Regions from separate parts of the Mus musculus genome. Here region 1 is linked to region 2. Evidence: chromatin contacts called from public HiChIP or PLAC-seq data. All regions are on one chromosome and are shown on one strand. Each heading gives the region's core, a stretch centred on a gene start, on an enhancer-like site or on the middle of the called end of the contact. The rest is flanking DNA. Distances are from core to core; before and after follow the strand shown.

The links. HiChIP or PLAC-seq counts read pairs in DNA pulled down with a chosen protein or histone mark.
Region 1: an H3K27ac HiChIP or PLAC-seq map of heart atrium shows a contact between it and region 2, with 5 read pairs. The contact joins the promoter of Nfkb1 here to the enhancer-like site in region 2. A contact is called at or near these places in 6 of 39 promoter capture datasets (the C10 cell line, the HPC-7 cell line, epiblast stem cells and 2 more), 14 of 484 Hi-C or Micro-C datasets (CD4 T cells, the HL-1 cell line, the N1E-115 cell line and 9 more), 11 of 115 datasets of contacts at active chromatin or transcription factors (CD8 T cells, the SCID.adh cell line, bone marrow-derived macrophages and 5 more) and 3 of 9 other capture datasets (adipose tissue, embryonic stem cells and liver).

The regions. Positions count from the first base shown.
Region 1 is chr3:135,689,609-135,695,337 of GRCm38.p6, reverse strand. It overlaps Nfkb1 (nuclear factor of kappa light polypeptide gene enhancer in B cells 1, p105), which reads left to right and starts at 3,791. Exons shown (of 25, transcript NM_008689.2): 1 at 3,791-4,215.
Region 2 is chr3:135,582,988-135,588,733 of GRCm38.p6, reverse strand. It overlaps Nfkb1 (nuclear factor of kappa light polypeptide gene enhancer in B cells 1, p105), which reads left to right. Exons shown (of 25, transcript NM_008689.2): 25 at 3,219-4,079. The coding sequence ends at 3,379. Among named protein-coding and RNA genes, the nearest start is that of Gm46827, 23 kb to the left of the region's middle. Within about 2 kb of position 2,808, at least 77 of the 459 cell types and tissues checked have an H3K27ac peak or open chromatin away from gene starts, as enhancers often do. A contact at or near this core is called in the SCID.adh cell line, adipose tissue, epiblast stem cells and 4 more, where this site is marked.

The DNA.
Region 1 (5,729 bases), core at 2,542-5,041, 110 kb before region 2:
TTAGACAAGGGATCACTCTTCCAAGCATTATGTTAACAGTAAAATTTTAGCTTCTTTCTCTTTGGGGGACTAATTGAGAGCTTACTCAATAAGATCTGTTTAGTGCTAATTGCAACACAGAATATGGCTAGCATTGTTAAGGAGGAGAAATAAAATACTGTGACAATATAGAATAATATACTCACAATGATTCCATGTTGTAGTGGTCAACAGTGCAAGAATTTATAGCCCCTGAGACTATAAGGAAATTAATTTATTTTAATTTTAAGTTCCCAAAACAAATGTTTATACTTGTAAACATATGTTCCATTCTCTAACTTCCTGTAGTTTATTAAACTATGGGTTAGGGTACTTATGGTGAGTGTGTGTGTGTGTGTGTGTGTGTGTGTGTGTGTGTGTAATACATATGTATATAATTCACTTTATATATTGAACTGTATATAATGTAAAGCATTCTAAATAGTTCTTGGGCTATAATTTATGATTACTGTATAGGTGAAAAAACTGAGACTCGGGTACTACTTGACAAATTACAGACATAATTCAAGGCAAGCTGGGGGCTCCAGATTCAAGACGGATTTCAAGTCAAGTGAAGTCCTTCTGTTTAGCCTTGGCTTTTATGGCTAAGAGCAGTGATTCATTCTAAGCAAAAGGAGGCAGCAGGATGGTCAAAACCAAGTTGTATTCTTTCTAGGAATAAAATAGAACACTCCTGTCTCCTTTTCAGCATGCGTTTTAGCGCTTTCAGTGCTCAGAGTACGGTCTAGTTTGTGACTCCTCTTCAAACTGTATAACTTCTTCCCATTTATGCACTATATGGATTTCAACCTCTGATCTCACTCTCCACACTGTTACCAATGCGGAGTTTCATGATAAGGGAAGTGCGTCTGATTTCACATACTTTAGCAACAAGTTCAATCTGCCTTCACAGTATTGGTGATGGAATTTCCACGTATAAGCATGTTTTCTTTGTTGCCTGATTATGACAAATACTATTTGACACCTTAGAGTGGATGAAATTCTTAGAAATACCCCCCTGAAAGCAGGGGTTGAAAACAGAAAACTTTTGAATATTAAAGCAGGGGTACCAGAAGGATGTAACTGGTTTGGTTGTTCCATGGCAGTGGACTGCAGCCCTCATGTTCTAACCAATGATGCCTATGGACACTATTGCATTCAGAAATGAGCCTTTGCAGACCTCCCTGAGCTAAGAGGTGGTCAGAATGGCTAGTTTCTTAACAAGAGACAAGAGTATGGGCTGGGATGGCTCAGAAGGTAAGAAGACCTATTACTTTTGCTTGAGGACTCACACTGGGTTACCAGCACCCATGCTGGGTGTCTCACACCCACCTGCAATGCTAGCTCCAGGTGAGCTGATGATTTGTCTGGATCACACAGATACCTGTGCCACACAGACACCTGTGCCACATAGACACCTGTGCCACACAGACACCTGTGCCACACAGACACCTGTGCCACATAGAAACCTGTGCCACATAGACACCTGTGCCACACAGACACCTGTGCCACATAGAAACCTGTGCCACATAGAAACCTGTGCCACATAGACACCTGCGCCACATAGACACCTGCACCACACAGACACCTGCACCACACAGACATCTTCACCATACAGATACCTGTGCCACACAGACACCTGCACCATACAGACACCTTCACCACACAGACACCTGTGCCACACAGACACCTGTGCCACACAGACACCTGTGCCACACAGACACCTTTACCACACAGACACCTGCGCCACACAGACACCTTTACCACACAGACACCTGTGCCACACAGACAACTGCGCCACACAGAGATCTGTGCTACACAGGTACCTGCAACGCTTAGACACAGGTGCCTGTGTAGCACAGGCACCTGTAACACTCAGACACACACACACACACACACACACACACACACACACACACACACACACAGAGTGAGAGAGAGAATTTAAAATAAATCTTTTAAATAAAAGAAAGGCAGGTCTCTTTGGATCCAGATGAGAGGAAGCACAGGGAAGGGGTTGACACGATAATGAAGCACGACTGAAATGCTGCAGCCAAGCCTAAGAGGGCAGGCATTGCCGCAGCCACCAGAGGCAGGGGCCAGGCAAAGGATTTCTGTGGAGTGTGGCCTTGGCAACCACATCTGAATGTCAGACCTCTTGCAGCAAGGACTGTGAAGGAACAAATCCCTGACATTGGTTTCTGTTGCCACAGACATAGGAGCCTAGTCTACCTGCTTCCCACACAGGCTTCTGTTTTAGGTATATCCCATGGGATCATTTGGAGCTTGAAGTTTAACTAGATACTTCTTGCTGATGAACAGTCTTCAACTTGTGTTCTAGTAGTATATCCCATTGCCTCTACCTTTGTAACAGTCTTATTTATGTGCCTTTGACAATGGGACTGCCCCACCTTGCAGACTGTAGAGTTTTCCCCATCCCACCTAGTCCTCAGAGGAAAGACAAACACTTTATACTTTGTTGTTTCACCAGAGCTTTCAGGCTTTGTATTTATATCATCAGGGAAAAGAATCATTTTATATACTATATAGCAATGTGCTAAATAGTAACAAGGACACAGTTCTTGCCCTCTCCCCCTCCCCCTCCCTCTGTCCCCCCCACCCCCACTCTCTCTCACAGAGGTCTGTGTTTGTCACTTTCTGTCACTCAGCGCTTGGCTTTGTTAGTTATCCAATGAGTTCCAGGTCCAACTGTCCGCTGAGGTTACAGATACCCCCACCTGCAGGAATGCTAAAGATCCCAACGACCACTCTGTTGAGTCATTTCCCAGGCCCGTAGGTTACAATTTCTAATGTCCCATAAATAATAACAACCATCGTTGTCTTCCATCTATAGGAAGCCTCTGAACTCTAGATGGCAAAACGGTCTCTACAATTTAATGATATAGCTTTAAGGTTGATTACAGGGCTCTTTAAGGTCACTTAAAGACTCTCTAATATACAGTGTGGGGGGGGGCACCTGTGTTTCCCTCAACAACATCCCACTGAGAGGGTTTTTTATAACTTCATAAGTGGAACGCTGAGCGGAGGGTTAAGTACCAAAATAAAACTGCATGCTCACTACCTGATTGATCCCTGGCCTTTCAAAGTTGTATTTCCACTTGAACTCAGTAGTGAGACCCCCGAACTCTAAAATAGGTTTAAGTCAAAACTCACTTGGGAGCTACCTAGCCCCAGGCTGTCATTCCTGGCCCATGGAGGCACTTTGCCCAAAGAATAAAGACGCTCAAATGCTCGCAAACGGTCATCAGTGGGAGGCCTCTCCAGAAAAATAACCTCCCTTGAGCCGGATAAGGATTTATGAGCTGTGAACCAACACTGCGGGTCTCACTGTCGCTCTAATTCCATCCACAGCGATGATCACACAGGCCGGACAATGCGCTGTGGCTGAAATAATCGAGCGGATTGAAGACTTCATCCAGACCCAATATAAATTCATGGTTCTCTGGAGAGAACCTCAGCTACGATCTCGAAATTCCTGTCCGCTCTATGGAGCGATCTGAGTGTAGCCGAGACCCCCAGAGGAGGGAACAAGCAGATGAGATTGACTTTTGTGCCCAGCGCGTGGGGACCAGGCCGGTCTCCCGTGGCCTCCAGCTGTCCGGGCCTGCCCTTGGGCTGCGGGCGCCTCCCGGGGGCGTCGCGGCCGCCGCGGGGCTTGGGGTTCGGGGCGCCGGGTCGGGGCGCGCGGGCTTCCCCCACCCCCGGAGGCGACCCCACCTCCCGCCCCCGCTGTGCGCGCGCGCGTGGGTCCGTCCGTCTGTCTGCTCTCTCTCGACGTCAGTGGGAATTTCCAGCCAGGAAGTGAGAGAGTGAGCGAGAGAGGACGAGAGAGAAGTACCGAGGCGAGCCGGGCAGGAAGAGGAGGTTTCGCCACCCGAGCAGCCCGGCTGCGCGCTGACGGCTTCCCGTGCCCTGCGCGCCCCCGGCCTGCCGCCGCCGCCGCCGCCGCCGCCGCCCTCGGCCTGCTCGCGGGCCGGCTCTAGCAGCGCAGGCCGGAGCTCAGGGCCCCGCCGCGCCCGGCCCGCCCCGCGCTTCTCCGCCCGCGCCGCAGCCATGGCGCGCCGCTGAGCCGCCCGCCCGCCCGCCCGCGCCCCGACCCGGCTCGGGCTCCCGCCGGTCCGCGCCGCTCCGCAGCGGGAGCCCGCAGGCGAGGAGAGGCCGCGCCGCATCTCCAGGGTAAGCCCCGGGGCAGGTAGAGGAACGGAGCCGCCAGCTCTCCGCACCACGGTGCAGCGGGTCCCACTGGCTCGAAGCTCCCGGGGTTCGGGGGGGGACTAGGGGAGAGCCCCAAGCAGGAGTCGCGGATCGAGCGGCCCCGGCTGCGGGGAAAGGGCACATCCGCACTGGGCGGCCCCGAGGCCTTGCGGGCCGGCTGGCGGGGCCCTCGGCGTCTCCGCGGGCGGGAACGGGAAGCGGAGAGGAACTCTTGCAAAGTTTTAGAAAGATGTACCCAAGCCCCTGCGGCGGGGTTGGGGTGGGGTGGTGGCGGCCAGGCTGAGGTCCGCCACCGGCCTAGGACAGATAGAAAGGTGCTTGGTGCAGTGCACAGCCAGATTTCACCAAAGGGCGGTCAGTGAAATGAAAGCAGAAGTGCCTGTCAGTCCTCCTGGCTGGCAAAGCCCTTCCCAGCTCCTAAGAATCAGTCCCTCGGGAGAACCTGGGGCCCACTTACCAATCTGAGATAGACACCCCCCCCTCCCCATACACACACATATCATGCATTCAGCTGCCAAATCTCAACTTTGATTTTCAAAATAATAAGGAGGGCCTCACACCGATTCTCCAGGGCTGGCATTTGAGAGAGAAATTACCTACTAATAGCACCTTTCAGACTTTTGATTACGGGGAAACTCTAGGATAATGGCACCATGTTTTGTGCCTGACCTCCAAAACAGAAAACGATACAAACATGACGCCTCTGCTACATGTAGGCTTCCTTCGGTCTTCTGAGACAGACACCAATCTTGGCTCTGTTTATGGGTCGAGTCTAAAACTTAAGTGGGACAAATGATAAAAAGATTTCATCATCTAGATTTAATCTGTTTTGTTTTTTTAATGAACTTTTAAAAGTAAAGGCCAACACTGCAGCTTTCTAAGTAAGCATATTTAACTAAAATTTTTGTTGTTTTAGGGCTGAGAACAACTTGTGGTGTTTATTAACATTTGATGGCTATGGCATCAAATACTGGGGCTCAGACTGGTGGTTAGTACTAAAGATGGAGATGGTGATAGAGTTGGGTGGCTTTCTAGAGGACTCTTCAGCTGATTGTTCTTGGGTGGCAAAAAAAAAATGCATTAATGTTCGTCAGACCTTAAAAAGAGAAACTTGATTAAAGTAAGGTCCTTGCTGAAGTGGGTTTTTTTCCCCCTGATTTTAATATTGCGCTTTCTAGAGATGGAACCTCTTGCTGTTTGATGCACGAAAAAAATATGTAAATTATTTACATCGAAGTCCTTTGCTTTGCATATGAACTTGAGAGGCCTGGAATTTAAAAAGCTGTGCTTCCTGTTGCATTTAACATTTCTCACCCCACTGGATGACTACAAGAACACACATATTGATGGGAATGTGAACTCGGCAACTCTGGTCCCTGTTGATACTTCTGGGAGTCTCTTGCTAGCTTAGAGAAAATGTCTTCTTGGCTTAAGACACTGAGTAAACTTGAACACAAAAGAAGGCTTCTCTGTAC
Region 2 (5,746 bases), core at 1,559-4,058:
GCCACAAACTCCACTGAGACCAGGAACAACTAGCATTCTCCCATCTTTGTATTATGCCAGCACCCGGGTGGCAGGCCTTCCATCTGGGCTCAGTAGGTTATGTCTGCCTTCCACCTGGGGCAGTCCTCCCCTGGGAGCCTGCCTGTCACCTTCAGCAGGTCCTGGACACCTGATTCTTGCCTCTTTGTCCTGTACTGTCCTTCCTTCCCCACCTGCTGTGGAGAACCTCTTGCTAGGATGTAACTTCTCATCTTTAAACACTGGCCCGCCTGGCCACAGGCTGCTTAGCCCCGCTTTGATTAATGTTACATCTCAATGAATGGCTTTGTCCATTGATAGCGCTTTGGTTAGCTCATGTTTTCACGTTTGTATGATACATGCTGTTATTTTTGTTCGCATTTCTCATATGGGGGAATCTACAGGTAAACACAGCCTCCAAGTTCAGTAGAAAAATGTCATCATTAAGAGTATTATATCCAATAAACAGTAAACAGATTTTTTAAAAGAGAAAGAAATTTAGAGAAAAACGAGACATCACTTCCTTGTTACACCCTTTAGTTGAGTTCAAACTTCTCAGAAGAATATGATAACTGCTGGTCAGCTCACCACCTCTGTCTGCCATCTGCTTCTGTCCCCTCCTCTCCTACACTCTCCTCCACGTTGCCCGATTGACACTCATCCTGTCACAGCTGATAGCCCTCACTCACCAGTGTCCTCTCAGGGCCTTGTCACCCACACCCACCCTGCTGCCTCCTCCTCACTCCTGTGCATGTATGTGTGCACTGGGGTCCTTAGGGCATTTTTATACATACTTAGTTCTGGTTTATTCTCATGACTCCCTCAGCTCCCATCGCCCCAGCCCTGGACCCTCTACTCCCTCCCTCCCCCCCCCCCCCCGCACTCGCTCCCTTCCCATTTTCACATGTGTTCCCTACCCTTTCCATCCCTTTAAAGCCTGTTTTCCGCCCCCTGGAGGCCTTTGCTAGTTTTCTGGCCTCTGCTCACGCTCACTTCCACATGAATATACATACGTGACTGTTGGAAGCTAGGATCCACACGTGAGAGAGAACGAATGGTATTTATGTCTCTGGGCTGCCTTGATTAGTATTCTCCATTAACCTGCAAGTTTCATCTCTCTTTACGGCCGAATAAACTTTTATCATCTTCACACAACTCTTGGCTCTTGCACAAACTCATACTGGCCATGACTGTCAAAAGTATAGCCAGGCTGTAACAAAATCTAAGAGTGGCAATGAATACTTTCTGGCATTCAGGTCCTCATGCTTAACCCTGAAAGGGCATCTCTTCTTGGCAGATGCCAAGTTCCACCCATCCTCACTGCTTGCCTGAACTCCAACAGTGGCTCCTAGTCAGCCTCTTTGACTCTTTGCTTGCCCCTCCATCAGTTCTCTGCACCACGGTGATGTGACATGATAGGGCTCCAGTCACAATTAAAAACTAAATACTTAGCAGCTAGGAACACGGCAAGTGTCCCCTCCTCTACCTTTGGGAAAGCCAGGTAGGGTGACAAATATGTACAACCCGGTAGCCCACTCATAGAGGAAAGGACACCGAGAGAGGTGGATCCACGGGACTCACTGGCCAGTCTCTAAAAACAAGATGGAGAAGGAACAAGGAAGTCACACAATGTTGACCTCCCCACACCCCACACCTGCACATGAGCACACATCCCACAAACACAAAGCAAATACTTAAATACTGTATTAAATTTCCATCATTGTGACCAACTTAGGAGAGATTTGGTTGGGCACACAGTTTTTATAGGTCCCATGGTCCACTGCCTTCGGGGTATAGCAAAACCCTTCATCACGGAGGAAGCACATGGTAGAGGAATCCTACTCACTTCAAGGTGTTTGGAAGTACACAGAGATGGGGAGGAGCCCCAGTACAGATCTCTTTCAAAGCCACGCCCTCCATGACCTAACTTCCTTCTGTGAGGCCCCATAGTCAAAGAGTTGTATCACCTCCAGATAATGTCACAGGCTAGAAACCAAGCCTTTACTTAGCACACAGCCTTTGTGGGACATTTTAAGATCCGAACCATAATACACAGTAAGCCTTTCAAATGCTGCCCAGTCCCTGTTACACAACAGACAGTTGACTGGATGAGGTAACACCAGGACACCGCTCTGGCATGGTCATTGAGTCTCAGTGTTCTGACGTTAAGATTCAATGATGAGAGTCAAACATTTGCTTAGTAAGTGTTATGCTTCTGTTTCTTTAGTCACTCTGTACAGAAATAATCTGCTCTGGTTCCCAGGAATGCTTTTCAGGCGATAGAATTTAACTTAAGCTTTTGGTATAGACACATTTAAAAAAAAAAAAAAAAGCCTCATTTTCTTGCACCAAAAGAAAATTTTCTAGGCAATGTGTATTCTTTAAAAGCTCATACAGCTCAGAGAAAGGTGCCATTTTTAGTTCCTGCTTCTGTTATGAGTTTATTTTGCCTTGTATTCAGCAGTTTGCCCAGCCGTTAAAAAAAAAAAAAAAAAAAAAAAAGACAAAAGGTAAAATGATAGAGCAGTTAGAAAAATATGCCTCACTTTACAAAGGAAAACATGTTTATCCTGAACCAAGAGAATTCAGAACAGATTCTGTTCAACAGAAAGACTGATGTACCCTGTAGCACTCTCTAATGTCATTTGATAACCCTGCCATTCACACAGCCAAGCAGCACCGGTGGCATGATGGGGAGGTGGGATGCCGTGCTGCGCAGGAGCTAGCAAGCACAACCCTCCATACCATAGTCCACACGGAGCCTGGGAGGGAGCCCACTGCTGTGGATGGTGCTCTAGGGCACTGTGACAAAGCTCTCTGGGTTTATATCAGCCCCCAGCTCCTATCCATCATGGAAGGGATTCAGGGCAGGAACCCAAAGACTTTGAATCTGAAACTGCTGAGCACCCCGGCTTGCTGCCTCATGGGCTCATGCTCCACTGGCTTTCTTACACAGCCCTGGACTGCCTCTCAGGGAGTGGTGCTGTCTACAGAGGATAGGTCCTCCTCCAGTCAGTTAACTGTCAGGACACGCCCACAGACCAGTCTCATCTGGCTGGGCCCTCCCTCATCTGCACCTCCCTCCTCAAGTGATTCTAGACGTGTGAAGTTGACAGTTGAAGGTGACAGGGACAGCAGGCAGAACAAAGCCCTTGCCATGGCCTAACTCAGCCCCTCATGAGTCTGTGCTTTCTCCGCAGATGAACTCCGGGATAGTGACAGCGTCTGTGACAGTGGTGTGGAGACATCCTTCCGCAAACTCAGCTTTACAGAGTCTCTTACTGGAGACAGCCCACTGCTATCTCTGAACAAAATGCCCCACGGTTATGGGCAGGAAGGACCTATTGAAGGCAAAATTTAGCCTGCTGGCCGTTCCCCCACACTGTGTAAACCAAAGCCCTGACAGTCCATTGCATCGTCCCAAAGGAGGAAGGCAAAGCGAATCCAAAGGTGCTGGAGAATCGCCGGCCTGCAGGGTCACTCGATTTCATTCAAGGCCTTCCGAATTTGGCGTCCTTTCTTGGTTCTGAAATGAAATGTAGTTGCCACGCACAGACGGTGTCTAGCAATCATGGCGCTCGCTCGCTCAGCTGCACTCTATGGCTCAGGTGCAGTGTCTTGAGCTTTCTCTGCTGCTACTGGATCACATTTGCTTTGTGTTGTTACTGCTGTCCCTCCGCTGGGTTCCTGCTGTCATTAAAAGGTGTCGCTGTCCCCACCCGGTGTCCTTTCTAGCCATCTACTGTAAGTTGTGCATTCAAATTAAGATTAAGGAAAAACATATTTTTAAATGAGTACCTTGATGCGCAATAAAAAAAAGACATTTCTTTTTTTAATGTGGTTTATCTGTGATTTAAAAATAAAAAACACATGAACTTACAATATTTAAAACATGCTACAATCAGTGCTGAAAATAGTATTTTCCCCGTTTTATGCATTTTACTATTGTAAATATGTTTTCTAAATCAAATACTTTAAAAGAAGAAATGTTGAATTTATAAATGCTATTTACTTTTTTATTTTACTTTTATAATAAAAGTACAAGCACATTGTTGACCTAATCTTGTCTGATCTCTGCAAATGCTTTCTCAGAGGAGTCCCTGTGACTGTGGGAACAGCCCCACAGCCCGTTTGTCACATCCACATTCTCCTTTAGACACATTTCTTTGAAGCTAGAAATGTTCAAACTGTGGAAATAAAAGTGTTCTAACCCAAGACTGAGGTTCCGACCCAGGCAACATCATCTGGACGCCTAGCATCAACATTCCAATCTCTACACCGTTCCTCTCCAGCGCATGCTGTCTGTGTCTATGAAGGATAACAGACCCCAGCTTCAGCACTTCATCTTCTGGATACGATGTGGCCGTTGCGTTCATAGCTAACTACACAAAACCTGTACAAGATGTGGTCCTTCATCATGTATAGAGAGGGACTGATGAAATACACACACACACACACACACACACACAGACACCACAGCAACTGGCTGTTAATAGTTGCTAGGGGAATGGGAGTCCTTTCTTCAAATGGTATAGCACATACTCCAGTAACTATTCCCTCCCCATGTTCATGCAGGCAGCCCTAATTAAACTTACTCATACACACAAGCACAGAAGCAGGAAAGTAGGAGGCGGAAACGAGAAGGCAGCGGGGTTTGTGGATATGATCTCAGTACATCCTATACATGTTTAAGATCATGAGAAAATATACATTTTAATTAAAAACTAAATTCCAACATATGTAAAAGATTTTCCAGTATGGAGTTTAGTAAGTCTGCATGGCTGAAAGTAGAAAGAGGGAAGATTAATGGCTTGAAAGAGGTCTTAGTTTGGACTCTGGTGTGTGACCAAGGTCATTTAGTGTGTAGTGTAAAGATCAAATCCAAAACCTTCTGGTGAAGTGGCTTGGCAGTTAAGAGCACTGATCTTCCAGAGGACCAGTCAGTAGGTTTAATTCCTAGAACCCCTCACAGCTCACAACCACCTGTAACTTCGGTCCCAGGGAATATGATGCCCTCTTCAGGCTTCTGTGGGCACCAGGCATATAAATGGTGCACAGATATACATGCAGGCAAAACATCCATACACACAGAAAGAAAAAACCAAAAACCTAAGGCCTTGTCATGCCACACAAGTGATCTACTACTGATCCCACGGAAGGGCCTGGAAACCCACCAGCTATTACCTTTGGGAACTGCCTTCACTACAAAGAGCTCTCACCCCCATTTCCATGGTAGTCATATGAATGCCTTTCCCATTGCTGGGACCTTCAGATCCTGGGAGACAGGCTAAAGTGATCTGGGCTATCTCCCTCACACAGCTCAAGGTACCCCAAATAGACATCTTGTATGTCAGTGTCCATATGACAAAATATTCCAAACTTACAATGAAGAAAATGGAGGTCCAGAGAGCGCAACTCAGTTGTGGCTAAGGTGCATCTGCGTTTATATCCAGATACTTAGCGCCTAGGCTTGTGAGTTAGAGAATGATTTTATTGGGACAAAAAAGATGATAATGACTGAATCTATTAGTAGGGATTTGGTATAAGATTAAGTAAAATATCATTAATGAAGAAATGATTAATTATTTAAATATATAATACAAGCTACTTAATAATACTTAAATTATTTAATAAATATTCTAAGTGCCTAATCATCAATTAATCGGAATCCCTTTCTACCAAAAATTCCATATGTATGAAAATTTAAACCATACGAATTTTAGACATA